Linked DNA regions of Podarcis muralis: region 2 is linked to region 1. A link is a contact called in public Hi-C data. All regions are on one chromosome and are shown on one strand. The core of a region is the stretch at or near the end of the contact, and the rest is flanking DNA. Distances in the headings are between cores, read along the strand shown. Region 1 holds the start of ARSG (arylsulfatase G). Region 2 holds the start of PRKAR1A (protein kinase cAMP-dependent type I regulatory subunit alpha).

Region 1 (3,681 bases), core at 331-2,830:
GTGAGTTACCTATTATAAAGCTAAAAGTCAGGAACAGTGAGGTTTCAGCAGCAATATCCACTGAAATCAGCATTTAGTTTCAAATGAATGTTTATGAGGATTGATGTGTCCATTATCTGAAGGTAGTGGGAATTTTCCTTAAGATGTGTAGACTGAACAGAGAACACTGCCTGTCTTGAATCCGTTAAACTAAAACATACAGGTACAATAGTTTTTAGCTATGCAATCAATTTAAATTCTCTAATAGTTGGAGTTGTTCAGAGAGTTAAGGATTATTTTTACTTATATGAAAGATTCATAGTCCACCCTTCATTGTTAATATTATTTATTTTTGTTTGTTTGTTTATTTTAACCCGCCCATCTGGCTGGGTTTCCACAGCTACTCTGGGTGGCTTCCAACAAATATTAAAAATACATTAAAACATCAGTCATTAAGAACTTCCCTAAACAGGGCTGCGTTCAGATGTCTTCTAAACGTCAGAGAGTTGTCTATTTCTTTGACATCTGATCAGAGGGCATTCCACAGGGCGGGTGCCACTACAGAGAAGGCCCTCTGCCTGGTTCCCTGTTTGATTTGTGCTCTATAATACAAACTCTATAAAAATTCTTTTTTAAAAAGCATTAAACCATTTCTATTAATTTTACAAATAGTATTCCATAATTAGATTGGGTCACAATTCAGGGAAAGCCTTCTTGAACAAAAAGATCCTCAACAGCTGCATAAGTATCAAGACACTGCATCTGTCTGATCTCAGCTGGTAACCAATTCCAAAGGGCTGGAGCAGCAACATTAAAAGCCCTCTTTCTAGTACAAAATAGCACACTTCTGGGGCATGTGGTGCTCTCTGCAGTGGCTTATCTGAGCAGCACCCAACAGGGATATACAGTGGTACCTTGGGTTAAGAACTTAATTTGTTCCGGAGGTCTGTTCTTAACCTGAAACTGTTCTTAACCTGGGGTACCACTTTAGCTAATGGGGTCTCCTGCTGCCGCCGTGCTATTTCTGTTCTCATCCTGAAGCAAAGTTCTTAACCCAAGGTACTATTTCTGGGTTAGCAGAGTCCGTAACCTGAAGCGTATGTAACCTGGGGTACCACTGTATGGGCAAGGCAGTCCCTCATCAGATAGGGCTCAGCAATAACAGATCAAAAAAGGGACGTGGGTGACGCTGTGGGTTAAACCACAGAGCCTAGGGCTTGCCGATCAGAAGGTCGGCGGTTCGAATCCCCGTGATGGGGTGAGCTCCCGTTGCTCGGTCCCTGCTCCTGCCAACCTAGCAGTTCGAAAGCACGTCAAAGTGCAAGTAGATAAATAGGTACCGCTCCGGCGGGAAGGTAAATGGCGTTTCCGTGCGCTGCTCTGGTTTGCTAGAAGCGGCTTAGTCATGCTGGCCACATGACCCGGAGCCTGTACGTCGGCTCCCTCGGCCAATAAAGCGAGATGAGCGCCGCAACCCCAGAGTCGGTCACGACTGGACCTAATGGTCAGGGGTCCCTTTACCTTTATAACAGATCAAAGTGTCTCAGGCTGCACTACTTTGATCAATGATCAATAGAAGATGTTGCACTTACGCTATCCTAGTAGGCACTGGTTATTTAGTAACAGTGTACAGCGCAATCGTATGCATGCTTGTACGGATGTAACCTCCTGTCGATGACTTACTCCTGGGTAAACGTGCTCAGGATCGTGCCACAGTTTGTAAAACAAACATGAGGCGCGCTGGAAGCAGGTGGTGCGTATTAAAGTGCGGGTGGGCGTGGCTGCTTTCTGTGCACTGCGCCGCAAGCGGCTGATCCAGGAAGTGCAGGCTGCACGTGCGCTGAGGCACTCGGATCTCGCCCCGGCTGCAGCCTGGTGCGACAAAAGGGTTCGCGGATAGCCGGTCGGAGTGCCCCGGCTCAGCTTTCGTGCCGGAAGCAAGCTCCTGGAGCATGAGGGCAGCGGCATTGCGCAGGCCACGGCTTTCGGAGATCTCTCCTGCAAAGCGCCCACGGGCGTCCCTGCTGCTCGCTGCATCGCCGGCCTCGCAAAATCTCGCCTGCGCAGGGAGACAACGACCACTTGCAACTTCGCCTTGCCCAAAGGCGTTGCATTACGCGGAGCAATGCGGATTCGCCGAGATCGAGAGTTTAGAGGGAAGGTCCCCATTGGTCCAGGATCGGGGAAAGGGGCGGCGCAAAGCCGCGCTCACACGGGCCGCGAACCGTGCAACGTGGGAGCGAGCGGCGCCTGCAGCAGCAGCGGTGGGGTAACTCAGCGGCGCAGACCTGTGAGTAAATTGCCCCTTTGGGGCAGGCTGTCTTTGCCGGGGGTGCGAGCGGGGACTTGCAGATTTTGCACGGGGGCAAGCCCGGTGATGGGTGGGACCGATCCTGGGTGGCACGAGCAAGTTAGCAGCCGCCAGCCCTTTCCGAGGGAGAGGGCGGTTTTGGAAGCGGGGAGGGATGCAGAAGGAAGGGTCCGGTCATCGGATGCAAAAGAGGCCGGGGGCTTCCACACCTTTGCTTGGATGCAGAGGAAGGGAATTTCAGCTAGCGTTGCCGTGTGCTGCAGGCTACACCTGCTCCTATTTCCTCTTCTGCACGCAGCTGTTGAAGGAGTCGGTGCCCTGGCCTCTTTAGTATGGGGCCAGCCTGTGGAAGGGATGCATCGAGATGTCTACCCCCCAAACCAAGCTCTTGTAGGTTTTTTTGGCAATCCAGGGGATCATGATGTTCAATAGGATTGGGGTGGCAATGTGCAGCCAGATTTCCTGCTTACTCTTAAGCAAGCTTCGCCAACTTCAACTGGGGGGCGTGGAGGTTTCGTGTCCGCAATCGCTTTAAAATCGTCGCTGGGGATGGGAGCCAATGGAAGGCGGAGTGCGGCGCTTCCGGTGCAGGGCGGCGCAGTGGAAATTTCCGCCGCTACGCAGCCTGCCTGGGAAGCCATGCTTCTCTCTGCCCGCCCAGCTGGCCCCGATGCCCGGCGCGTGGAGGGCGGGGCGCAGCTCGCGGTACGTAGCGTGCTGGCGCAATAGAAGGGTTGCCTTACCGCCCCCTACTTTCCCCGTGTGGTTTTAGGGGGTGTTTCCTCTCCCGTCCGCCTCCGACAAGGAAAATCAGAAAACGTCGCGTTGAAGCCCCTCTCCTGTTGTCGTGCTCAGGTTGGAGCAGAGTCAGCCCCAAATATACTCTCTGCCAACTGATGCATTAAGCTGGTTTTCTTTCTTTTCACATACATAGATCTGGATACAGTGGTACCTCGGTTTAAGAACTTAATTCGTTCTGGAGGTCCGTTCTTAACCTGCAACTGTTCTTAACCTGAGGTACCACTTTAGCTAATGGGGCCTGCCGCACGATTTCTGCTCGCATCCTGAAGCAAAGTTCTTAACCTGAGGTACTATTTCTGGGTTAGCGGAGTCTGTAACCTGAAGCGTCTGCAACCTGAAGCGTCTGTAACCTGAGGTACCACTGTAGATAGATATGGTAGGGCCATGGGTCAGTTACAGAGCAACTGCTTTGCGAGCAGCAAGTCAAAGTTTCAGTTGTGTGGAAGCCACAATTTAGTGCCACTCGCCTTCCATTCTGCACCATAGCTGTGGCGCACCCTGCAGCGCCCCACGAGGCTACACACCCGGTGCGACCAAACCGGTTGCGTTCCCCTAAATCTGCTCCTAGGAACAGGGCCAGCCCACCCACG
Region 2 (3,681 bases), core at 407-2,906, 170 kb after region 1:
GCACAATTCAAAGTGTTGGTGCTGACCTTTAAAGCCCTAAACGGCCTCAGTCCAGTATACCTGAAGGAGTGTCTCCACCCCCATCATTCTGCCCGGACGCTGAGGTCCAGCGCCGAGGGCCTTCTGGCGGTTCCCTCATTGCGAGAAGCAAAGCTACAGGGAACCAGGCAGAGGGCCTTCTCGGTAGTGGCACCCGCCCTGTGGAACGCCCTTCCAGCAGATGTCAAAGCGATAAACAACTACCTGACATTCAGAAGACATCTTAAGGCAGCCCTGTTCAGGGAAGTTTTTAACGTGTGATATTTTACTGTATTTGTGGTTTTTATGGAAGTCGCCCAGAGTGGCTGGGGGGGCCCAGCCAGATGGGCGGGGTATAAATAATAAATTATTATTATTATTATTATTATTATTATTATTATTATTATTATTATTATTATTATTATTATTTAGTCTTCTATCCACAAATAAAGGCTTTAGAAAGGTGTAGACAGCCCTTCTTTCAATGTCTAGTGGTCATACCATACAGCAGGTGAGGGGAACTTGTGGCCTGCCAGCGGTTGCTGAACTACAACTCCCATCAACCCTAGCCATTGATCATGCTTGCAGCTTCTGGAGGACCACAGGTTCCCCACCCCTGCACTCCCTTACCTGAACAAATATTGCATGTCTGCTCCTGAAGGCATACCTGGTAGCAGCAATTCCTGGGGCCTGGAGCAAACACTCGTCCCATGTTGGGAGTCTGACCACTTCACAAGCAGGAGCTGGGAACTGGTGGTTGATGGCTAGGGGTGAGATCTTGGCTCCTCAGTAGTAAACACTAACCCTGTGTGAATACGAACGTGTGGGTGAGTGGAACAAGGTTTTTATTTTGCTTGCTGGAGTCTTATATGTACATTCGGTTATTGCTTTGTAGGATGCCAGCACTGTCTATATAACATTCCAGCCCAAGTTACTGAATGTAAATAAGCAGATGTGGGGAACGACCCGACCTGCGGCCTACAGCTGGAACAAAACATCTGGAATAACTTTCTGACAGTAACAGACTCCCACGAGAGGCGGTGGGCTCTCCCTTCCTTGGAGGTTTTTAAACAGAGGTTGGATGGCCCTCTGTCACGTATGCTTTAGTTGAGATTCCTGCATTGCAGGGGGTTGGGCTAGATGACCCTCGTGGTCCCTTCCAACTCTATAAGATTCTATGATGATGATGATGGAATAGGATGTCCCGATTTTCATCGGGGAAACATTGGAGGGTATGCACCTCTACCTCTTCTTCCTCCTCTTCTTTCTCTGTTTCATTTATTACACTATCTCCCTCCCTCCGACTTCGCGCATAGGAGAGAGAGAGAAAAGTTGCGGGGTGTAGAGGAGGAGAGAGGGAAGAGGGCACGTCTCCCTCTCAACGAGCGCCCTGACGTCAGCGGACGTTTTAAGTAGAGGGAAGGCTTACGTATTGGCGCGCGCCTGCTCTTCTCCCCCCTCCCCCTCCCTCCTTGTCTTCTCCCTCGCCCGCGCGCGCGCGCGCGTTCTCTCCCCTCGGAGGCGAGGGCGTCGACGGGAAAGCAAGCGCGTCGTCCCCTTTAAGGTTGCCCGGGTGACGGCTCGGCGAGTGAGAGCGAGGCCCATTGACGTCACGCCGGGCGGCGATTGGCGGAGGGAGTTAGGTTTCCGGTGGGAGCGATCGCTGAGGCGAAAGAGGAGGAGGAGGAGGAGAAGGGAGGTGGAGGAGGCCGCCGCCACTCGGGACAGCGGGAGGAGGAGGAGGAGGGGGGCCCGCTCGCGAGGAGAGGCCCAGGCAGGGAGGAGGAGGACCCTGTGGTAAGTCGGAGCCGGTGGGCCTAAGGCGCTCGCCGGCGGGTGGGGCGAGAGCGGGAGCTGCGGCGGCGGAGTGACGCGGGGGCGGCGAGGCGGGAGAGCGAGGGGCGGCGCGCTTACCTGAGGCGCGCTGCGGGAGGCGGCGGCGGCAGAGGCCTCTTCCTTCTCCTCAGGTGAGGCGGAGGATGGGAGAGGAGGAGGATAAACCTCCGCCGAGTTGTGAGGGCGGCCCTGCTGAGAAGAGCCTTAGCCTGGCGGGAGAGACGGGTTGCCCGAAGGGGGCCTTGGACGGGGCCCACGGGCACAGCTTGGGGGGAGAGCACATGCGTGGCTTTATTTTATTTTTTTCAGGAAGGGGGCGCTTACGCTCCAAGGTTTATATCCCGGGGGGGAGGGAGGCAGAAGAGGGTCCAGGGGGCCAGACGCAAGTAGAGGGGCTAAGATTAGGAGGAATGTGCACCGTGGAAGATGACGCCATGTAGACACAGAGAAGGAGCGTAGAATAAAGCCGCCTTTGTTTTTTTTATTATTTAAGGAGAAGCCCATGAGGAAAGTGGGTTTTTTTGTGGGGTTACTTTTGGTAGACGATTTAAGAGAGAGGCCTGTAGGTTTTTGGAGGGAGGATCCTTTTACAAAGAAACCAGATTTGTGATCTTGGGGGAGAACTTTTAGACCTGGGGGGAGGTTAGGATTAAAGGGGGAATAATAGGTTTGGGGTGGGGGGCATCTGTTTTAAAGAAGTGGAAAGGTTACTGCTGAAAAGTGCCTAAGCCAGAGTTTAGCTGGGTCTGCTTAGCTTACAAGCAGTTTCTTATGTATGGAGGGGAGGGAGGAAAGGGACCCATGTCATTCTCTTGGCTTTGTAGTCATTACAGTGTAGTGAATGACCTTTTGCAGGATAGGGAGAGTGTCATTTCCCCCATAGTCAAGGAACAAAACAAGCAAGTGCTGCCTTTGAAGTAGCCCATAATTGCTGTGCACAGTACTTGAATTTCTGGGTATTCCTATCCTGGGGAAATGAGCTCCCAGTGAACTGTGCTCCCTTCTCACAGGAAGGAAGCATCTTAGGGCTTTCCTGTTGCTTTTATTTATGGAAGCTACAGGGAGATAACTTGAAAGATGATCAGGGTAAGTTATTCAAGGCTGCTATAAATTACAAATGCCCTTTTGTGATAGAGAGGCTCTTCTTTGTGATTAGAAAATGTGTGCTATCAATTGCACCTGATATTTCAATAAAATGTGAGGACCCCTACCCCACTTAGAATTTTGACAAGCTGTTTTGATGTCCTGGGTTACCATCTTCAGGTTGCTGTTTTCCATTCACTGTTTAAAGATTACTGTTAAATAGTTATATGAGGAATTCTAAACACACTGTGAGTTTTCTTGGCCAGAAAAGGAGGCCCTGAAAATTACTGCAGTGATCTTAAAATTCCAAGCATTTTACCTGGAAGCTACTTGAAGCTACTACATATCTACTTTGCAAATACCTATAGCAAATAAAGGGGACGCGGGTGGCGCTGTGGGTAAAAGCCTCAGCGCCTAGGGCTTGCCGATCGAAAGGTCGGCGGTTCGAATCCCCGCGGCGGGGTGCGCTCCCGTTGTTCGGTCCCAGCGCCTGCCAACCTAGCAGTTCGAAAGCACCCCCGGGTGCAAGTAGATAAATAGGGACCGCTTACTGGCGGGAAGGTAAACGGTGTTTCCGTGTGCTGTGCTGGCTCGCCAGATGCAGCTTTGTCACGCTGGCCACGTGACCCGGAAGTGTCTCTGGACAGCGCTGGCCCCCGGCCTCTTGAGTGAGATGGGCGCACAACCCTAGAGTCTGTCAAAACTGGCCCGTACGGGCAGGGGTACCTTTACCTTTATAGCAAA

What was found. A called contact is a pair of places that touch in the nucleus more often than the background predicts.
Region 2: a Hi-C map of blood shows a contact between it and region 1, with 4 times the contacts expected there. The contact joins the promoter of PRKAR1A here to the promoter of ARSG in region 1. A contact is called at or near these places in 2 of 3 Hi-C or Micro-C datasets (blood and tail).

Annotation. Positions count from the first base shown.
Region 1 is chr2:24,332,389-24,336,069 of rPodMur119.hap1.1, forward strand. ARSG (arylsulfatase G) reads left to right here and starts at 1,581. Exons shown (of 16, transcript XM_077924036.1): 1 at 1,581-2,269.
Region 2 is chr2:24,503,076-24,506,756 of rPodMur119.hap1.1, forward strand. PRKAR1A (protein kinase cAMP-dependent type I regulatory subunit alpha) reads left to right here and starts at 1,657. Exons shown (of 12, transcript XM_028713474.2): 1 at 1,657-1,815.